Regions from separate parts of the Zea mays genome. Here region 1 is linked to region 2. A link is a contact called in public Hi-C data. All regions are on one chromosome and are shown on one strand. The core of a region is the stretch at or near the end of the contact, and the rest is flanking DNA. Distances in the headings are between cores, read along the strand shown.

Evidence for each region. Hi-C and Micro-C count contacts between places; a contact is called where the count stands out from the background.
Region 1: a Hi-C map of ear shows a contact between it and region 2, with 4 times the contacts expected there. The contact joins the promoter of LOC100191614 here to the promoter of LOC100276056 in region 2. A contact is called at or near these places in 12 of 25 Hi-C or Micro-C datasets (bundle sheath, ear, endosperm and 5 more).

The regions. Positions count from the first base shown.
Region 1 is chr4:193,274,692-193,279,897 of Zm-B73-REFERENCE-NAM-5.0, reverse strand. It overlaps LOC100191614 (pyruvate kinase), which reads left to right and starts at 3,733. Exons shown (of 16, transcript NM_001137043.1): 1 at 3,733-3,890; 2 at 4,047-4,143; 3 at 4,276-4,373; 4 at 4,479-4,634; 5 at 4,867-4,944; 6 at 5,043-5,174. The coding sequence starts at 3,822.
Region 2 is chr4:193,099,719-193,105,246 of Zm-B73-REFERENCE-NAM-5.0, reverse strand. LOC100276056 reads right to left here and starts at 3,547. Exons shown (of 7, transcript NM_001149939.1): 1 at 3,336-3,547; 2 at 3,173-3,243; 3 at 2,794-2,902; 4 at 2,149-2,231; 5 at 1,819-1,977; 6 at 1,397-1,498; 7 at 976-1,289. The coding sequence starts at 3,402. The coding sequence ends at 1,137.

The DNA of each region.
Region 1 (5,206 bases), core at 2,484-4,983, 170 kb before region 2:
AACGGGACCGGTCCGGCAAATCACCTGCAGGTACTTTTGGAGCGCGCCTCTGGGCCACTAGCCGACCCTTATCGAACGGGGCACGGGCGTCCACTCGGATCACCCGTTAGCAACTCACCGGAGACACCATGTTCGACACCCTCCGAGGGCAACATGGCGATTCCCCCCCTCCTCCTTGCAGAAAGGCGACGAAGGGGCGTATGATAAAAGCCGAGTCAGTCCTTGATCGTCCTCTTGCTCTGTGCAGAGGCTCGGGGGCTGCTCTCGCAAACCCGGCTTCGGCCAAACCGTTGACAGCGTCAACAGACCAGCCTGAAAACTCAGAACCTGACCATGCACCCGGACTACGATCAGATCGCATGAGGGAACAACCAGACCGGCCAAGGCATCACGAAAAGCATTAAGACCTCGGAGGAGTCAAACCACTCCTCCGAGGCCTCGGGGGCTACACCCGGAGGGTGCGCTCGCGCGCACCCACCGGAACAAACTATAACCGAGAAAGGTTGGTCCCCTTGCAAAAAAGTGCAACAAAGCCTCCAAGCGAGTACCAACACTCCCTTTGAGGCTTGGGGGCTACTGTCGGGTACCATAATTAGGGGTACCCCAACACTCCTAAACTCGGCTGGTAATCACCATCAGCACAAACTGCAGAGACTGATGGGCGTAATTCAGGTTAAGGCTTCGTCTACTCAAGGGACGCAATCTCGCCTCGCCCGAGCCCGGCCTCGGGCGAGAACAGTATTCCCAGGCGAATTCACGCCTCGCCCGAGGGCCTCCTCAGCAACGGGCGCACCCTCGAATCGCCCGAAGCCCAGCTCGGACAGGCTTCATTGTGAAGCAACCTTGGCCAAATCACCTCACCAACCGACCGTATCGCAGGCGCATTCAATGCAAGGATCGCCTGACACCTTATCCTGACACGCGTGCCTCAGTCGGTAAGGTCGAAGTGACCGCAGTCACTTCGCCCTCCCACTGACTGATCTGACAGGAAAACAGCGCCACTCGCCCCTCTCTGACCGCTGTGCCACCCGCCAGGGTGAGGCTGACAGCAGCTGAGTCCAGCCTTAGGCGCCACAGGAAGCTCCGCCTCACCCGACCTTGGGCCTCGGCCTCAGGAGAAGTCTCCGCCTCGCCCGACCCCAGGTCTCGGCCCCCGCCTCGGCCTCGGAAGGTGGACTCCGCCTCGCCCGACCCCGGGGCTCGGCCTCGACCTCGACCTTGGAAGGTGGTCTCCGCCTTGCCCGACCCCAGGGCCCGGCCTCAATCTTGACCTCGGGCGGAATCGCGTCCTCGCCCGACCCCGGCCTCGGCCTCAGGAGGAGTCTCCGCCTCGCCCGACCTTGGGCTCGGACCGACCACGCCGCAGGGGGTACATCATTACCCTACCCCTAGCTAGCTCAGGCTACGGGGGAACAAGACCGACGTCCCATCTAGGCTCGCCCCGGTAACAAGTAATGATGGCTCCCCGCGTGCGTCCATGACGACGGTGGCTCTCAGCCCCTTGCGGAAGCAAGGAGACGTCAGCAAGGTCCCGACAGCCCCGACAGCTGTGCTTCTATAGGGCTCAAACGCTCCTCCGACGGCCACGACATCGCGTACACAGGACTCTAGCACCTCTCCGACAGCCACGTTGGCATGTACATAGGGCTCTGTAGGGGTGGGCAATCGGTTTTTTCGGTATATTCGGTTCGGTTTTTCGGGTGTTAGAAAACTTCGGTTTTGAGAAACAGAGAACCGATTGGTGTTTAGCCAAACAAAAAACCGACGTCTTCGGTTTTCGGTGTTCCGGTTCGGTGTTCGGTTTATACTGAAATTCACCAAACTTCAGTGCACCAATGTCCTAGCATCCTAAATTCCCACCAGCGCTATGCTTGGCTGCTCACCACCGTGGCCCATGCGTGCTGTCCACTAACTTGACGTGCGTGGGAAGGTTGATGGGCCAAGTTGGGCCATGGGCTGATTCATCAAATAATTTCAAATTGGAGCAAAACAACCAGCCAACCGCACAATCGCAGTAGTCCTTCGGTTGTTCGGGTGTTCGGTTCTTGCAAGCTGGAAACCGACACTGCCACTGAAAACCGATCTGCACACAAACAATAACCGACACCGAACCGATCAACCGAAAAAACCGAAATTTCGGTTCGGTTCGGCTCGGTTCGGTTCGGTGTTCGGTTTACGGTTTAAAAGTGCCCAGCCCTAGGGCTCTGGATCCTCTCTGCCGGACACGTTAGCATATTTCTACACCCCCATTGTACACCTGGACCCTCTCCTTGTATCTATAAAAGGAAGGGCCAGGGCCCTCATACAGGAGGGTGGTCGCGCGAGACTCCCTCTCTCCCTCGCGAACGCTTGTAACCCCTACTGCAAGCGCACCCACTCTGGCGCACGATAACACGAGCCGAGGTTTTTCCCCCCTTCGTGTCCCGTCTCGCGCCAATCCATCTGGGCTGGGGCACGCAGCGACAATTTTACTCGTCGGTCCAGGGACCCCCGGGGTCGAAACGCTGACAGTAGTATTTTCCTTTTTTTCCTTTCTATGTTATTTCCAATTTCTAAATTGCATATTAGGTTAAATCTCAACCTCATCATCAATATATTATTATTGTTGTTGTTATTGTTGTTGTTGAATGCACAAACAAATAAACTTCAACATGATGCATGGATTATTTATGTTTTATTAGAGAATTGTTCACTTTTTTCATGTGTTCTAATGAGTAGAGCAATACATATAAGAAGATTAACTCTTTTCTTATTATTCACCAGTTGGGTGTTACAGATCCGGAGGAGGACGAGCCGATACACGGAGACGGGAGTGGACGATACAAGGTAAGACGGGGGTGCTATATCCGCAGTGGGCGAAGCGACGGCTCAATCCGGAGGAAGCGAGGCGAGACTGGGGTGCTACAACGGGGTGGGTGAAGCGTGAAGGCGACTATTGGATCCAAGGAGAACGAGACGAGACAGGGAGCGGACGAGACGAGGCGAGAGTTTCACGAGACGGGGATTGTGTGCCCGGCTTTCGAACGTGTGTTTTTCCTGTCCGTGGAAACCGTTCAAAACCGAGGATACGCTTCCCTTTCAATGGACTTCCAAACGCTGATGCAGCCACATGAGTTTGTGTTACACGTGGCATGGATGAGCTGGGTTTTGGGTTTTGGCTAGTAAAGGTTCATCCGCCTTTATTTCTCGTCTCTCTTGGTACTTACAACGCCAAAAAAGAGAACGGGGAGCAGTTTTTTTATCTTTCTCACATTTTTATTGTTGATATAAATGCTCTAAATGGACGATCTAGGACGATGTTGTTAGCCAATAAAAGTACATAAACATGTTTTGGAACCCGGAGATGAACAAGCGACTTGTATCATTCATGGGCAGGACGTGTGACGTGTCCTGTCTCAAGCATCCCGTCCCATCCGGGACACCGGCTCAGTTCCAGACTTCCAGTCCCCCGGCTGCTTTGCGGTCCCGCAGCTAGTTGGGCTCTGGGCCTGGGCCTAGATCGGACCCAGCAACATGTGGCCGGAGGCAGCAGAAAACCGGCGGCGGCCGCCGTTCCCGGGACCCATCGGCGTCGGCGTGTCTCCATTTCCCGCAGCAGGGCCCATTGGAAGTTTGGAATTGGAAACCCAAAAAGCATAGGCGGGGGGTGGCAGGGGAAGCACGGAGCAAGAGATTCGTTTGCTGCCATTATTAACCGAGCCGAGCCGAGAGAGGTCAAGCAACGGACCCCCATTCGCATCTGCCTCCTTTTCCTTGGAGCCGAAGAAGAGGGAAAGGAAGGGAGGACAGCCGCCGCCGCCGCCGCCGCCGCCACCGTCAGGATGCATTCCACGAACCTCCTGCTCGAGGAGCCCATCCGGATGGCCTCCATCCTCGAGCCCTCCAAGCCCGTAAGCCTTCCGCCGTGCCGCCCGCCCGTCGTCATGTTCAGATTCGTTTCGTCGCTGATTCGTGCGGGATCGGTCGCGGAACCCCTACCTCGACTGAGACCTGACTAACTTTTGCTTTTTTCGGTTCGGTGCCGGGCGGATCCCTGCCTGGATCAGAGCTACTTCCCGGCGATGACCAAGATCGTCGGCACTCTCGGCCCCAAGTCGCGCTCCGTCGACACGATCTCCGCCTGCCTCAAGGCCGGCATGTCCGGTAACTGTTCACTCTCCGTCTCTCTCTCTCTCTCTCTCTCTCTCTCTCTCTCAATGCCGTCTGGAGCTTGCAGTCTGGCACTGGAACTGATTTGTTGGCTGGTTGGTTTGGTTTTTCCTCCTCCGACTGCAGTCGCCCGGTTCGATTTCTCGTGGGGGGACGCCGCGTACCACCAGGAGACGCTGGAGAACCTCAAGCTCTCCATCAAGTCCACCAAGAAGCTCTGCGCTGTAAGTTCACCTTGCTCTCGCCTTGTCTGGCGCCTCGGCTCTGAACGAACGAACGAATGTGCGCCACGGAGCTGACAATTGCAAGCATCCCACTCTGCGTACCAGGTCATGCTCGACACCGTGGGCCCGGAGCTGCAGGTGGTGAACAAGAGCGAGACCCCGATCTCCCTCGAGGAGAATGGCACGGTCGTTCTCACCCCTCACCGGGGCCAAGACGCCTCCTCCAGCTTGCTGCCCATCAACTTCTCTGGACTCGCCAAGGTTAGCACGTGCCCATGCCGTTCTACTAAGATCTAATATCCGATGCTGTATTTACTTCTACCGAGTACGAGATCAGCGGCAACTGCTAGTTGATCATGCCCTGACTACCAAGTTTAGATTTTTTTTGGGTTAGTTTTATGCACTATGCCGCTGCGATGCCATTCTATTAGTCTAGTCTTGTTTCCACATCACATAGTGGACAAACTTTTTAAAAAAGAATTGTTCCTTGCAGGCGGTGACACCAGGGGCAACAATATTCGTGGGACAATACTTGTTCACTGGCAGTGAGACCACCTCAGTTTGGTTGGAGGTAAAAGGCCTTCTAGCATGCTGTACCTTTAGAAAGTAGGTTTTCGTTTGTTCTCAGCATTTGCTTAAAAAAGGAACTCTCCTATCGTACTGATGTAGGTTTCTGAAGTGAAAGGAGATGATGTGGTGTGTATAATCAAGAACACAGCCACCTTGGCTGGGTCACTGTTCACGCTGCATTGCTCCCAGATTCACATTGACTTGCCCACCCTGTCTGATGAGGATAAGGATGTAAGGAACTACTCTCGAAATTGTGATTTATA
Region 2 (5,528 bases), core at 2,298-4,797:
CCTTGGTTAATTTCGTAAAAAATTTAAGAAGCAAATGCAAGGTTTTGATTTTAAGGTCGTGTTTTTTAAAGTGGAGTTGTGGTTCTAGCTACATCTTTTCACACAAATTAGTCGATTATCATTCTTTGGTTCTTTGCTATTTCTAACAAAGTTTAATTGATTTTGTAAAGATTTTAAGGTGTGAACAGTAGATTTTAATGTTAGGACCCGACTTCTAAGGTAGGACCTACATATGGATCCAGTTACACTGCTACACACAAATTAGCATATTATCGTTCTTACTCATTTCCAAAAAATATATAATTTTGTGAAATTTTTAAAGTGTGAACGTGATGTTTTATTTTTAGTGTTTGGCTTCTAAGATGAGACCTACACGTGGAACTAGCTACATTGTTACATGTAAATTAGCAGGTTTATCATGGTTACTTATTTCCAAAAAATCTATTAATTTTGTGACAATTTTAAAGTGTGAACACGATGTTTTAATTTTAGGGTCCGACTTCTAAGGTAGGGTCTACACGTAGATCTAGCTACACTGTCACACGCAAATTAGTATATTATTATTCTTAGCTATTTCCAACAAAATTCAATTGATTTTGTGAAAAAATTAAGGTTTAAACTTGAGGCTTTAATTTTAGGGTCTGACTTCTAAAGTGAGGCTCACATGTGGATCCGGCTTTAGATATCTAGACAATTTAAACCCATTCATGAATCAGCTAGTGAAATGTTTCGGTGTTTGTTTCAATCCAAACACACTAACGAATCCACTCTAGTGTACATAAAATCTTTCAAAGGTCTTACATGGGTTTAGGTAATGGGTTTAACCCAATGGTTATGGCGCGAGTTGGGGCAAGTTATTATAGTTGAATCTCTAGCTATGGCGCGAGTTGGGATGAGTTAATTAGTTGAATTATCGGGTTGTATCGAAGAAAATGACTCATTTGCGATGTGTTGAGGTAAGTTCCCGCACAAAGATTGTAGAACCGGAAGTTTCTACTTTCTGTCAGGAAGTTCCAAACCGTAGCCAGCAGGCTGATGCGATATAAGAACACATTGCCAGTGACCACTCACTTGTCTTGCAACAGCCTAAACGGAATCTAAAGCAATTTTGTTGTATTCTTGAACGCTAACTAACGTTACTGCGATCCATTCTTCTTCATTCTCAGAAAGCTAACTAGTGTGATTCTAGAGGGAACGCCGGTGCCCTGCCTCTTCTTGATGGTGGTTGCCTTCCAAGGCCTCCCATCTTCTCTCACACTGCTGGTGGTTGTCGAGCTCACGTTGTAGAACTGCATACAGACGAAGCCATGATCAGCACTGCAGCTTTTCTTAAGCGGGAAACCATGGTCTCCCAGATGAAGCTGTTGGATTTTCTTCGGCTTGGCAGCATACTCACCTCACAAACACCGTGGAGCAGTAGTCTCTGAAATGGGTCCTGAACATTCAGCACAAGAGCATCTTTGTCACTAGCGTCTTCAATGAAGGCCCTAACGCGTTCCTGCAAACATGAAAAAGGCAGAAGCAAGGTGACGTGAGGAACTGAGAAGCTGGTACAAGTGGCATAAATGAAATTAAGAAGATCGTACTTCTAATAAGAGGGAAAGAAAACTCGATGTAGTGCCAATAAATTATCTACATGTTCTTAGATAGTAGATACATACATACATACAGATACATAATCAAAGAACTCTGATGTCTTCTTTACAAGAAAAACTAATTAGCCATGATCCATTATAATCATTTCGGTAAATAGAGGTCAAAACTTGAGGAAAGAAGGTTGTCTCAAAAAAAAAAAAACTTGAGAAAAGAAGGCAGTACTTCATATATTCCAAGCAGATCAGGAAGGAAATTTCTCTTTATTGCTTCTCTAGTGTGTCGATCTATTCGATGCCAAGCATTCAGCGCAATCGATTCCCCTTCATCGACATGATTCCTGGGTTTTTCCAATGATTTTTTCATATGCTGCATCAATCTTGCCTACAAATAAGAAAGAAAACTTGTAAGTACGACCGATCCATAAACTAATGCACCATGATGTACAAATCTCCTGTCTTGTTGTACATCACTACATTTCACTCACTAAATTATACTGTGGACAATGAAGAACAAAATGTGGCTAGGAAGACAGGCATATTAACATCTACCTACCTCAGCATCCATGTCAATGCTCCTGAAGGAATCCCATTCACCAACATTTGCCCTGTAGAATGCTGACAAGGGCACTTGCTCACCTGCATAATCATTATAATATAGAAGACATGAGCTTTTCCAAAGCATACACAGGGAAATACCATGCATGTGATGCCCATTGATTAATGGAAGAGCACTTCCGCACAAGAATTTGATGAAAACATATAATTGATGATTGAAGAGCAGCAAACATAAGCTTCGGCTAAACAAAATTTTAGGATTGTAATCCTTGCGGAAGTTCAGAATGGGCACGCTTAAGAGAAGATAGTCTCTATGTTTCTATCAAATGTCAACATAGTTTATAGCTTTTCTGGTACACCATTGCATGAAGCAATGTAACAGTTCTGCAACAAATAGTGAAAGTACAATGAGAATATCCTGACTCCAAAAAAAAATTCAGCGCTGTAGTCAATTATGAATGTTTTAAAAAGGGCATGGTTACAAGAGAATACATATCTATGTTTCTGACAACAAACTGTGGATCTTTTCTAGCACATGTATACATGAATGAATCAATCTAAAACGATGTAGGTACGACAGCGAAGATTATTGCCAGGTTAGTGAAATCGCATTCAGTAAACCAGAGCGGCATCTGGTGTTTACCCCACGGCGGAGGAGCGAATAGGCCTTTGATCTCTTCAACGTAAAGACGCGGGACGAGTTCAATCAGCAAACGGTCGTTAAACCACTTCCGCGATCTCCGGTTACTGACCTGTGTATACAAAAACATTGCAAATGTGTAAACCCCCATCAACAGACGGACGACCCCTAGCATAGACAGCACAAATTGTTTCGTGTTACATTCCATCACATTGAAGCCTGCAAAACTTAATGGGTGCAGTTTTGCGTGATCCTAGTTTTTGTTTTCGTTTGTCATCAAAGGAGATGCAGGGAAATTCTTGACTCGACCATGCACCAGAGAAGAAAAAAAGAAAGAAAAAGTGTGGCAAGAGGTACAGAAGGCAAAGACGAGCATCCTCACCCTGGTGGCCATGTCCTCCAGGGCCTCGATCTTCCTCTCGATCAGCTGTGAGCGCGACCTGGCGCCATCGCCTGCTTCCACAGGCCACAGTTTCAGCAAGGGCCAAGGGGGGCGAAACCCGCATCGCCATCCGCGGGAGCGGCGGGAAGGGCGTTAGCGTTACCTTTGGCGGAATCAAACAGGGAGGAGTAGAACTCCTCCTCCCTCCGCAGCAGATCCGCGCTCGCCATGGCTCGGTTCCTGTTGACTGCTGCGCCTGTCGATGCTGTCGCCTGTCGGCGGTGGGCGGCGCAGCCGCAGCGGCGGTTGGAGGGAATGTCGGGCCGGGCGGTTGGGGATCGGGTGGCTGAAAGATTTGCTCCAAGCTATATTTATATGTATTACAGTTATTTGATCAGATTATTTAAATTAGACTTTAGAATCCTAGTCGAGTGAACAAGGGCATCCGTGACAGTGGGACCGTCACGGATCCAAGTCTATGAACAAGAGACTTGGGCTGGGACGAGAAACTTACTTGCGATTCTCAATGACAGTGGGACCGTCCATCCGTGAGGCCCGCGTGTAAGCCAGACTGGTTTCTGGTTTTTTTCTTTCCTTCCCTTGTTTTAGACGAGGTCAAGCAAGTGTCTAGTCGGTCTACGGGAAAGATTGGCGGCCACGAAAGGGACTATGCGGATACCACACGTTTGCTATCTATCTAAAGATGGCAACTGTTATAGCATTTCATACCCCGTGCTCATATCTATTATAAGAAATCATATCCGTCAGGTTAACTATATATATTTGCCGTATAAAATATCATCAATATTTGTACCGGCGTGGGTAATTTTACCCATTAAGTAACCCGTACCCGCTAAAAAAATCTCAACTTCTAAAAATACGATCTAAAAAAATGTCAAATAAATGCACAAAAATAAGTTTAAGTTAAAATATAACAAAATATATTGTTAGAATTATAGGCATTTTTCATATCATTTTAATTTCATAAATTAACATTATGATGATGAAATATAAAAGATAATTAAACATAGAAATCATGATCTCAAATTGACCCATACCAATATGGATCAAGAGAACATAAAGCATATGAATCATATAAATATAATAAGTATATAAACATGGTTCATGAATTATTACGGAACAACTGAAAATAAACAGATAGCAAAATAAACAGAATGACTGTAAAATTATAACAGACAGATATAACCTATTATAATATGACAAAACAGAGCTACATACGAAACAATAGAGATGAATATAAATAATATGCAGAATGTAAAACAGTAACGAACTGAATTGATCATACTCTCTCATGTGCTCCGAGGATCCTGATCCTTGTCCAACTTCTCTTGCTATCCGTACCAGATGAAGACGCCAGGAACCAGTGAAGAAGACAACGACGGACGTTGGGCAGTCGCGTAGACGCTCCCCAAAAACCTAATTGCCGATCCCCCGAGCACCCTCACTTGCGGCTGGACTGTGACTCTGAAATGGTTCTGTTCTCGTGTACCAAGTGCCAGGGGTTCTCCTCTACTTAACCTCTCGCAGAGGGAAGCTGAAGGACAAGAGTCTCGCATGCAGCTGACGAAGAGACAGGCAACCGCCTGCCTGCCTGCCTGCCCTGCCACGCCACGCCGCATAAAATAATATCTAATAAATAGAAAATCGAATAGCGGATAATCCGTTATGAAAGAAACGGAATATATTCTTTGAAGAATCAAGATTCGTAATCAATCCTTGTCTTGTTTGTTGGATTAGGTCTAATTTTCTTGACCAAACAGCAAGCATGGAACTTTACAAGAAGAACTTAAAAGAAAAGGATAATTGAAGTAACTTTGAATCCACTTTTGTTGGGGTTCAAAAAACGAATAAAAATAAATAAAAAAAGTAAATTTAAGGAATAGTTCCCTTTTTGAGAGGGCCCCTCGGGGGTCGTGGAATGCTTTTCTTCTCCTCTTATTCCATATGGAATACAATGAGTTAAAATTTGCTCAAAAAGCGCCACGCCACGCCCGGCCCGGCCCGACCGGCGGCGGCGCGCGCGTGTGGCACACCCTTGTCCATTTCTTGACTTCTCAAATTAAGTGGAATAATTCCCACCATATAAGTCAAGCCAAAAGACCCCTGGACTTCCAATATGGTACTATTGGTATTCTCCACCATTACATACCATAGAGTTTATTCAATAAATGGGTCAAGCCCATAAAAGATCCAACATATACGATTACATAATTTGATAGATAAAATAAACAATAGCAAAAGAAGGGTTCTATTTTAACTAACTTTATTAGATAATAATAATGAAATGATACTAGTATATTTTATCCACGGGTGTGTGGGTATGGATAGTACCCAT